2 separate regions of the Macaca mulatta genome follow, and region 1 is linked to region 2. A link is a contact called in public Hi-C data. All regions are on one chromosome and are shown on one strand. Each heading gives the region's core, a stretch centred on a gene start, on an enhancer-like site or on the middle of the called end of the contact. The rest is flanking DNA. Distances are from core to core; before and after follow the strand shown. Region 1 overlaps PHF20 (PHD finger protein 20). Region 2 holds the start of RBM39 (RNA binding motif protein 39).

Region 1 (4,909 bases), core at 863-3,362, 160 kb before region 2:
CTGGATCAGTGTCTACTAACGCTACAAAAAAAAAAAAAAACAACTGGGTGTGGTAGCGGGCACCCGTAATCCCAGCTACTCGGGAGGCTGAGGCAGGAGAATCTCTTGAACCCAGGAGGCAGAAGTTGCAGTGAGCAGAGATCTCATCACTGCACTCCAGCCTGGACAACAGAGTGAGACTCTGTCTCAAAAAAAAAAAAAAAAAAAAAAAAAAAAGTATTTACTGATATGATCTCAAGATTATAATTTTTTTGGCATTAAAATAATGATAGAAACAGAGTACAACCCATAGAACGACATAAGAATCCATGAGCCCATGCGGATAAACAAATAAGGAAAGGAAGGAAAGAAGGGAGATACAGCCCCCTAAGACAGAATATAAACTAATACCTGTTGAAGGAATGATGAAAGTTGGATATCGCCATTTGACAGCCATCACAGTAAAAACGGTTTCAGGAAAACAATACCAGTAGATGCTAAAATAATGGGTGAAAGTTTGATGAAGAAATAAGATATTTACATAGTCTCAAAGTTTCTCTCACAAGAAATGTATTCATTATATAGGGGTAATAACAGCCTTATAGTAGAAAAAGCTGGTAGATACTACCTTAGGTAAGTGACAAAAGTTAATGTCACCAGTAAATGGAACAAAGAGGTTTTCATATGCTTCCTGATAGAATGCACCTGAAAAGGACACATCACTTATGTGGTAATTCTGTGAAAAGTGAATAACCCAAATCAAATTATGAGGATACATCAGAAAAACCCAAATTGAGGGACATCATATTCTTCAGAAATGTAATGTGAAGGTCATTAAAAAAAAAAAAAAAAAAAAAAAAAAGCTTATTCCCCTGTCTCTCACTCCAGTAAAAAAAAAAGTAGAAGACAGAAGGTCTGTTTCAGATTAAAGGAGACAAAAGAAATATGACAGCTGAATTCAACATGTGTTCCTGGATTGGATCTTGACCAGAAATAAAAAAAATTCACCCCATTTTTGCCACAAAGAACATTATTAGAACAAATGGCAAAGTTTTTAAAAGGTCTTGATTTTGATTATATTGTGTGAACGAAAGAGAACGTCCTTGTTTTCAGGAACTACACACTGAAATATTCAGAGCTAAAGGTCGGCAATTTATTTTCAAACAATTCAAAAAACTACATTAAAAAATCTGGGAGCGGGCTGGGCACAGTAGCTCACGCCTGTAATCCCAGCACTTTGGGAGGCCAAGGTGGGTAGATCACTTGAGGTCAGGAGTTCAAGACCAGCTTGACCAACATGGTGAAACTCCATCTCTACTAAAAATACAAAAAAAATTAGCCAGGCATGGTGGCGTGTGCCTGTAATTCCAGCTACTCGGGAGGCGGAGACAGGAGAATTGCTTGAACCCAGGAGGCGGAGGTTGCAGTGAGCCAAGATCTCGCCACTGTACTCTAGCTTGGGCAACTGAGTAAGACTCCATCTCAAAAAATAAAATAAAATAAAATCTGGGAGAGAATAATAAAGCTAACATGGTAAATTGCTAGCAATTGGGGAATCTATATTTTCCAACATAGGGAAAGGTATAAGGGAAATCTTTTTGCTATTTTTGCAACTTTTTTATAAATCTGAAATTATTTTTTGTCATTTTTTTAACCCACACTACATAGGTGTATAAATCTAAATTATTTCAAAATAAAAACTTCCTAAAATAAATATTCAGGAAAAAATATGCATCTATTACATAGGAAGAATACTTTGAAGCCATAAATACCTAAGTGGAAGGAAAGGAACCACACCCACATATAGTCCTGGTGAACATTTCAAGGCTAGCCCCTGGAATGCAGATGTATGCACTCAGCCCCCACAAAAATCACTGAGCACTCATTCCACAAGGTGGCAGAGCTGCCCCAAATGCCAGAATTAGGTTGGAACAGTTAGCTCTGGACTAGATGTGTTGCCCTCCCAGCTCCTCCTCCTCCTGCTGCCCACGAGCCTCCTTCACACCAATTTATCAGATTGTGACTCCATCTCAGTTTAAAAACGCAAGACTGTGGCACCAGCTCAGGACAGCAATCACTAACGAGTGACTAACGCAGCATCCCAGCTTCCAGGGGCCTGGCTGGATGCTTCTGAAGATGGTCATGGTCCCGCCCTATTTCCTACTTACTTACGTAATACATTCCTGGTGAATGAGTTCTCAACAACCTCCCGTTCCCCCAGCAATCTTTCTGGATCATTCTGTACTCACACCACTAAACCTATGTTCCAAAAGAAACACCAGAAACACCATTCAGTTTCCAGATCAAGACATTTTCCACAACTCAAAGAATTCAAAAGGCACCATCCAGTCCTGGAGTACTGACATCACTTGTACCACACACTACCCTCCAAACCTAGCCACCCTGCTAAGTCTCTTACTCTGAGTGTACACACTGCTTTAATGAGTGCCCCGAGAGCAGAAGTTTGCATCACATACTGTGCAATGCCCCTAAAGGCAGGGACTCTGTTCATTTCACTTGATTTATATAGCACCCAGCATCTTATCAGATGGAATTAGGCACTCAGCAGGAAAACAACAGTTACAGACTCTGGGCCAAGGTACACTGGCTCACACCTGTAATTTCAGCGCTTTGGGAAGCCGAGGCAAGTGGATTGCTTGAGCTCAGGAGTTCGAGACCAGCCTGGGCAAAATGGCAAAACCCTGTCTCTACAAAAAATACAAAAATTAGCCAGGAGTGATGGAAAGTGCCTGTGGTCAGAATGATTCAGGAGGCTGAACAGTGGGAGGATCACTGAAGTTCTGGAAGTCAAGACTGCAGTGAGCCGTGACAGTGCCACTGCATTCCAGCCTGGATGACAGAGTGAGATCCTGTCTCAAACAAAAATTTAATTTAATTTTACCAACCTCTACAATACCGACCATTAGGAAGTGTGCCAATCTAGCTAAGTCACTCCTTCATGCCAAATATTAGGCTCTTTGTCTGTAAAACAGGGAGAATTAATAGGGAAAAGTTAGAAAGAACTTAAATATATTTCAGCAGGGGCTAGGTAAATAAATTATGGAACATCCATACAATGAAATAAATTATACGTAATTGTTTTTGTTTTTGTTTTTCCAGGGACAGGGTCTCACTCTGTTGTCAAGGCTGGAGTGCAGTGGTAGGATCATAACTTACTGCAACACTGAATGCCTGGGCTTAGAGCGATCCCCCCACATCAGCCTCCCAAGTAGCTGGGACTACAGCTGTGTGCCACAATGCCTAGCTAATTATATTCTTTTCATTTTTTTCTTTTCTTTTTTTTTGAGACAGAGTGTCGTTCTATCACCCAGGCTGGAGTGCAATAACGTGATCTTGGCTCACTGCAACCTCCGCCTCCCACGCTCAAGCAATTCTCCTCTCTCAGCCTCCAGAGTAGCTGGGACTACAGGCACACACCACCGCACCCGGCTAAATTTTTGTATTTTTAGTAGAAACAGGGTTTCGCCATGTTGTCCAGGCTGGTCTCTAACTCCTGACCTCAGGTGATCTGCCTGCCTTGGCCTCCCAAAGTGCTGGGATTACAGACTTGAGCCACTGTGCCCGGCCTAATTATATGTAATTGTGAAAGGAGACAGGGCTGGGCATAGTGACTCATGCCTCCAATCCCACCACTTTGGGAGGCCCAGGTGGGGGCCCAGAGTTCAAGACCAGCATGGGCAATATATCAAGACCCCATCTCCACAAAAAATTTAAAAATTAGCCAAGCTTGGTGCCACATGTCTGTAGTCCTAGCTACTCAGGAGGCTGAGGCGGAAAGATGGCTTAAGCCCAGGAGGTCGAGGCTGCAGTGAGCTATGATCATGCCACTACACTCCAGCCTGGGTGACAGAGCAAAACCCTTCTCAAACAAATAAATGAATGAATACATAAATAAATATTACCCATCATATTACTGATATGTTTCCCCATGGACCTACTTGCTCTGGCAGGGAATAAAAAGTATTCAATAAAAGTGTGCTTGAACAAGGCCCAGAGGTAGGAGTGTATCTGCTATACCTGCAGGATAGCAAGGAGGCCATGTGGCTGCAGCAGAATCAACAGGAAGGTGAGGCAACAGGTGGCCAGAAGAAGCTGGGCCCTGCAGGCCAGTGTATGGTCCTGAGGCCCTCATGACCAAATACTAACAGTAGTGGGCCATGGGACTATGGGAGACAAGAATGTTAGTTGAATTATCCTTGTATATTTCTGGAGTTCTTTTCAAATTTACGAATATTTTTTTCAATTGCCCAGAAAAAGCATACAGAATAAAGACAAGATGACTGCCATAAATGGGGTGAAAGGCACAGACTGATAAAGTCTGAAGAAAGTCCTGATTTTGAAAATTATATTGTGGTAATGTAGAAGAATGTCCTTGTCTTTAGGAAATATGGATTTTTTTTTTCTTTTTCTTATTTTCTTTTTTTTGATAGAGTCTTGCTCTGTCACCCAGGCTGGAGTGCAGTGGTGCTATCTTGGCTCACTGCAACCTCCGCCTCCTGGGTTCAAGCAATTCTCCCACCTCAGCCTCCCGAGTAGCTGGGATTACAGGTGCACACCACCACGCCTGGCTAATTAAATAGGGGATTTTCTAAAAAGTACTTAGGGAGGCCAGGTGCGGTGGTGGCTCACACCTATAATCCCAGCACTTTGCAAGGCTGAGGCGGGTGGATCACCTGAGGTCAGGAGTTCAAGACCAGCCTGGCCAACATGGAAACCCAGTCTCTACTAAAAATACAAAAATTAGTCGGGCATGGTAGCGTGCGCCTGTAATCCAAGCTACTTGGGAAGCTGGGGCAGGAGAATCTCTTGAACCCCGGAGGCAGAGGTTGCAGTGAGTAGAAATCACACTACTATACTCCAGCCTGGGTGACAAAAGCGAGAAACTCTGTCTCAAAAAAAAAAAAAAAAA
Region 2 (4,735 bases), core at 2,046-4,545:
CCCAGCCCCCAATTTTTTTTTTTAAATTTAGCTGGGCATGGTGATGTGCACCTGTATTTCTAGCTACTTGGGAGGCTGAGCTGGGAAGATTGCTTGAGCCCAGGACTGCAAGGTTACAGTAAGCTATGATGATGCCACTGCACTTCAGCCTGTGGGACAGCATGAGAGCCTGTCTCAATTAAAAAACCAAACAATTCTACTTGCTGTAGATTTTTGGGGACAAAAAACAAAACCAAACCACATGTATCTGATAAACATAGACATTTAAAATATATCCTTAATAATTAAAAATCCACATTGGTAAAATGCATTCAGTTTTCAGTTTAATTTTCTAAGTATATTCATTACCTTTTTGGCTCTATTTCAGGCTCTATTCCTCTATCCTTTGAGAACAAAATGATGAAAGGGGAATTCATTTACATAGAAAGTTCATGAACCAGAGTTAGTGAAGTTTTGTAAAGTGAATGAAAAGCATATTATGTTCGTGATATTTTCTTTTCTTTTTTTTTTTTTTTTGAGGCGGAGTCTCGCTCTGTCGCCCAGGCTGGAGTGCAGTGGCGCGATCTCGGCTCACTGCAAGCTCCGCCTCCCGGGTTCCCGCCATTCTCCTGCCTCAGCCTCCCGAGTAGCTGGGACTACAGGCGCCGCCACCACGCCCGGCTAATTTTTTTGTATTTTTAGTGGAGACGGGGTTTCATTGTGTTAGCCAGGATGGTCTCGATCTCCTGACCTCGTGATCCGCCCGTCTCGGCCTCCCAAAGTGCTGGGATTACAGGTGTGAGCCACCGCGCCCGGCCGTGATATTTTCTTTTGTGTTAAGAGATAGGGTCTTGCTCTGTTGCCCAGGCTTGGGTGAAGTGGCACATGATTCTAGCTGACTGCAGTCTTGAACTCCTGGGCTCAAGCTATCCTCTCATCTCAGCCTCCTGAGTAGTTGGAACTACAGACATGCATCACCACGTCTGGCTAATTTTTAAATTTTTTTTAGAGACAGGGTCTTGCTATATTGCCCAGGCTGGTCTCAAACTCCTGGACTCAAGCAATCCTCCTGCCTTGGCCTCCCAAAGTGCTGGGATTAGAGGTCATGAGCCACCATGCATGGGGATATTTCCTTTTAAACATAAAAAATACTCATTTCAGGAACTTGATTTCTCCAAACGGTGTTTTTTGATGATCTGCTAAGTTGCCATATTGCCTCTGATGGTCCTTGAGCAGAAAACTATTTGAAGGATCTTAAATCATCAAGTGACTTAGAGCTTAAATCCTTTCTCTTTCCAAACAAGAAGTCTAGAGGTTAAGGTCAAATTCTGTCATGTCATGTTCCTAAACAAACGAGAAAAACCAAGTGTCACTTTCATGCTTTCATTTTGCACAACAAGAAGTCATAATACTGGAATTACCGGGGGGCAGGAAGAGACAGCAGAGGTTAGCTTGCTTTTTTTCTGACATATTATGCTTAAATTTTCTGTGATGATTTTTTCTTTTTTTGAGATGGAGTCTTGATCTGTCACCCAGGCTAGAGTGCAATGGCATGATCTCAGCTCACTACAATCTCCGCCTCCCGGGTTCAAGCGATTCTCCTGCCCCAGCCTCCCAAGTAGCTGGGATTGCAGGCGCCTGCCACCATGCCTGGCTAGTTTTTTAATTTTTAGTAGAGACAGGGTTTCGCCATGTTGGTTAGGCTGGTCTTGAACTCCTGACCTCAGGCAGTCCACTCCCGCCGGCCTCCCAAAGTGCTGGGATTAGAGGCATAAGCCACTCCGCCCGGCCTCCAGAGTGAGACTCCGTCTCAGAAATAAAATAAAATAAAAAGAGGATCTGAATTTTCAGGAAAAGGACTAAGAGAGTATTCTAACTATGAAATAACTGTTATTAATAATCCTCTAAGATAAACCCTAACCCGTCTGTAAAGTTAACCTGAGAGTCAAAACCACTTAACATCTATATTTTCTCTAAATAATTTTGTTTAGCAAGAAGTTAGCTCTTTTGAAGATTAAATATTTGCCAGGCGTTTTACAGACGTTATATCGTTTAATCTTCACTATAGCCCTACTGAGCCTTCATTCATCAATTTACTTAGGGTCCACTTGGGCAGACATGCCCTGCTAACCTCTAAAAATTCAGTAGTGAGCATTATCTGCCTTCCTCAGGCTCAAGCCGCTTAGACTAGCTACTAAGTATGTCCTCTTTTAAATCAGGAAATGAAAAATCTGCTCTGAGAGGTTAATTTGCTTGTTCAAGGTCACACAGTGTTGAAGCAGCTAGCTACACTAATCAAGGCGTCTCATTTCGAATCTTTTCTGCTCTTAATCATTAGACTGTTAAGATTAGACGGTAAGATTTTTTGCTTTGAAGAGTTCTTTCCAATTTTTTTCCACCATCTAGGAGAAAACCTCTCACAGTACTGACCAAAGAACAGTGACTAATTCATGCTCTAATTACCAGGCATCTGGAAGACTTCAGGGGAGAGGAGCCAGGTCCCTGGGGGAAGGGGGACTTTTTTTAGTGGGGTGTGTTTTTTTTCCCCCAAATTCTTCAGTAATATTCAGGAAGGGGAACTTTTTTGAAGGAACGGTAGCAACCCTGACACAAGAGGTGATTAAATTCGGGGCACAAAGCTGGTCCCATGCCAAGGGAAGCAGAGTTTATCTTCTCCACCTTTTCTTTGCTTTCCTCCACTATTTCCAAGGTTGTTTCAAAGATCGACAGTGCAGACCGCGCCATTGGCTCCAAATGACTAAGAAATCTATTTTTATTATCTTCCCCTCTCCCCTACCCCTAAAGGTCTCTTCTGGCCTTCTGATACTTTTCCACTTCGTCTCCACCCTTAGCGGATAATCTGAAGATCGCCGTTTTATCCTATCGCCATAACGACTAGGTTGCCTTATGGCGACCTTGACAGCCATCCGGGAGGCCGGAGGGGGCGGTCGGCTGTGCTGGGGGAATCTTCAGATGGCCGTGAAGAGGCGCCACGAGGGGGAGGCGACCGCGGAGCTCCACTCAGCGAGGAGTTCTCTGAAAGATTGACAGGTAGCCTACCAACTGTCTTTACCCTAGAGACCCACTCTGTCTCGCGAGATTTAGGTGCTTACGCGAAGTGGGAGTGAAAGGCGCCTCTCTGAATGGGGGATGGGACTGTCTATGGCGCAATCATTGCGCGAGATTGGGCTACAGTCGCTGGAGCTATACTTAGATCTCGCGATACTTCGGCCTCTCCGATTTGCTGCTTGGGGCAGCTTCTCGCGAGAGCCCGTGCTGAGGGCTCTGTGAGGCCCCGTGTGTTTGTGTGTGTGTATGTGTGCTGGTGAATGTGAGTACAGGGAAGCTGCGGCCGCCATTTCGGGGAGCTTGCCGTCACTGTCGCAGGGGTGGATCCTGAGCTGCCGAAGCCGCCGTCCTGCTCTCCCGCGTGGGCTTCTCTAATTCCATTGTTTTTTTTAGATTCGCTCGGGCCTAGCCGTCCTCGGAGCCCGATATTCGGGCTGGGCGGTTCCGCGGCCTGGGCCTAGGGGCTTAACAGTAGCAACAGAAGCGGCAGCGGCGGCGGCGGCGGCGGCGGCAGCAGCAGCAGCAGCAGCAGCAGAAGTCTCTTCCCGAAGACGAGCACCACAGGCGTCCGAAAGCCGGAGCAGGTACAGGGGCGTTGCGGACCCGCGTATTATCCCAGCTTTCTCGAGGTTTGGCTCCCTTTTGGGCTGAGGGGCGCTCTTGGCGGTCTTTAGCGACCGGGGTGAGGGGTGGTTTTCGAGAAATCGGCCCTGTTTCAGTGACCGCGCCCTTATTTTCCGGTCGGGTAGAGTCTGGATTCTTGGGGTGGCAGGGACCTCTGAGAGGCCTCTGTAGATTGGTGACCTGTCTCCTTCGAGGCCTGGGCCGGCCGCGACCTCCCAACATGGCGCCAGTTGAACGCTGCCTTGGCTCATAACCCCTCCCAATGGAGGGAGTTTCCCTTTGCCCCTAAAATGGCAGCGCGGGTTTTTGCGCGGAAAGAGGCGCTCTCGTTCGGGTCTCCCAGTTTCTGTTTTTGGAGTTGATCGCAGGGTGTTAAATATTGGACATTGAAGTCTTCATTTTCGTGTCTTTGGTGTAAGAGGCGTTTTGGATTTACTTACATAAGCCAAACCTGGTTAAAGTGCGTGTCAGTTTAGTCATTCATTGTAGGGCTTTTGGAGGTTTTTCTTAAGTTTTCCAGTGTGTCGGCTGAGAAAATTCAGTCGATTTGAAAAGCGTTTACCAGGCCGGCCGCGGTGGCTCACGCCTGTAATCGCAGCACTTTGGGAGGTAGAGGCAGGCGGATCACTTGAGGTCAGGAGTTCGAGACCAACCTCATCAACATGGTGAAACCCCGTCTCTATTAAAAATACAAAAATTAGCCGGGTGTGGTGGCAGGCGCCTGTGATCCCAGCTATTCGGGAGGTGAGGTAGGAGGATCGCTTGAACCCGGGAGGCGGAGCTTGCAGTGAGCCGAGATCGCGCCACTGCACTTCAGCCTGGGCAACTAGAGCGAAACTCCGTATCAAAAAAAAGAAAGACAAATAAAAATGTTTACTCACCGAATCGTCTTGTTCTTTTCCTAGGCGTTTAGAGAAAATGGCAGACGATATTGATATTGAAGCAATGCTTGAGGCTCCTTACAAGAAGGTGAGAAAAAACATGTCGGTGAGGTTTATAATTTCTTAATTTAGCATTATTCACGAAACTACTGCTGAAATGTAAACTAACCTCCCCGGAGCCC

The links. Hi-C and Micro-C count contacts between places; a contact is called where the count stands out from the background.
Region 1: a Hi-C map of fetal cortex germinal zone shows a contact between it and region 2, with 2.8 times the contacts expected there. The contact joins the enhancer-like site here to the promoter of RBM39 in region 2. A contact is called at or near these places in 6 of 14 Hi-C or Micro-C datasets (blood, cortical neurons, fetal cortex germinal zone and 3 more).

What each region holds. Positions count from the first base shown.
Region 1 is chr10:88,712,339-88,717,247 of T2T-MMU8v2.0, reverse strand. All of the region lies in intron 9 of PHF20 (PHD finger protein 20), which reads right to left. Among named protein-coding and RNA genes, the nearest start is that of SCAND1, 76 kb to the left of the region's middle. Within about 2 kb of position 2,112, at least 8 of the 40 cell types and tissues checked have an H3K27ac peak or open chromatin away from gene starts, as enhancers often do.
Region 2 is chr10:88,558,653-88,563,387 of T2T-MMU8v2.0, reverse strand. RBM39 (RNA binding motif protein 39) reads left to right here and starts at 3,295. Exons shown (of 18, transcript XM_077951748.1): 1 at 3,295-3,632; 2 at 4,578-4,641.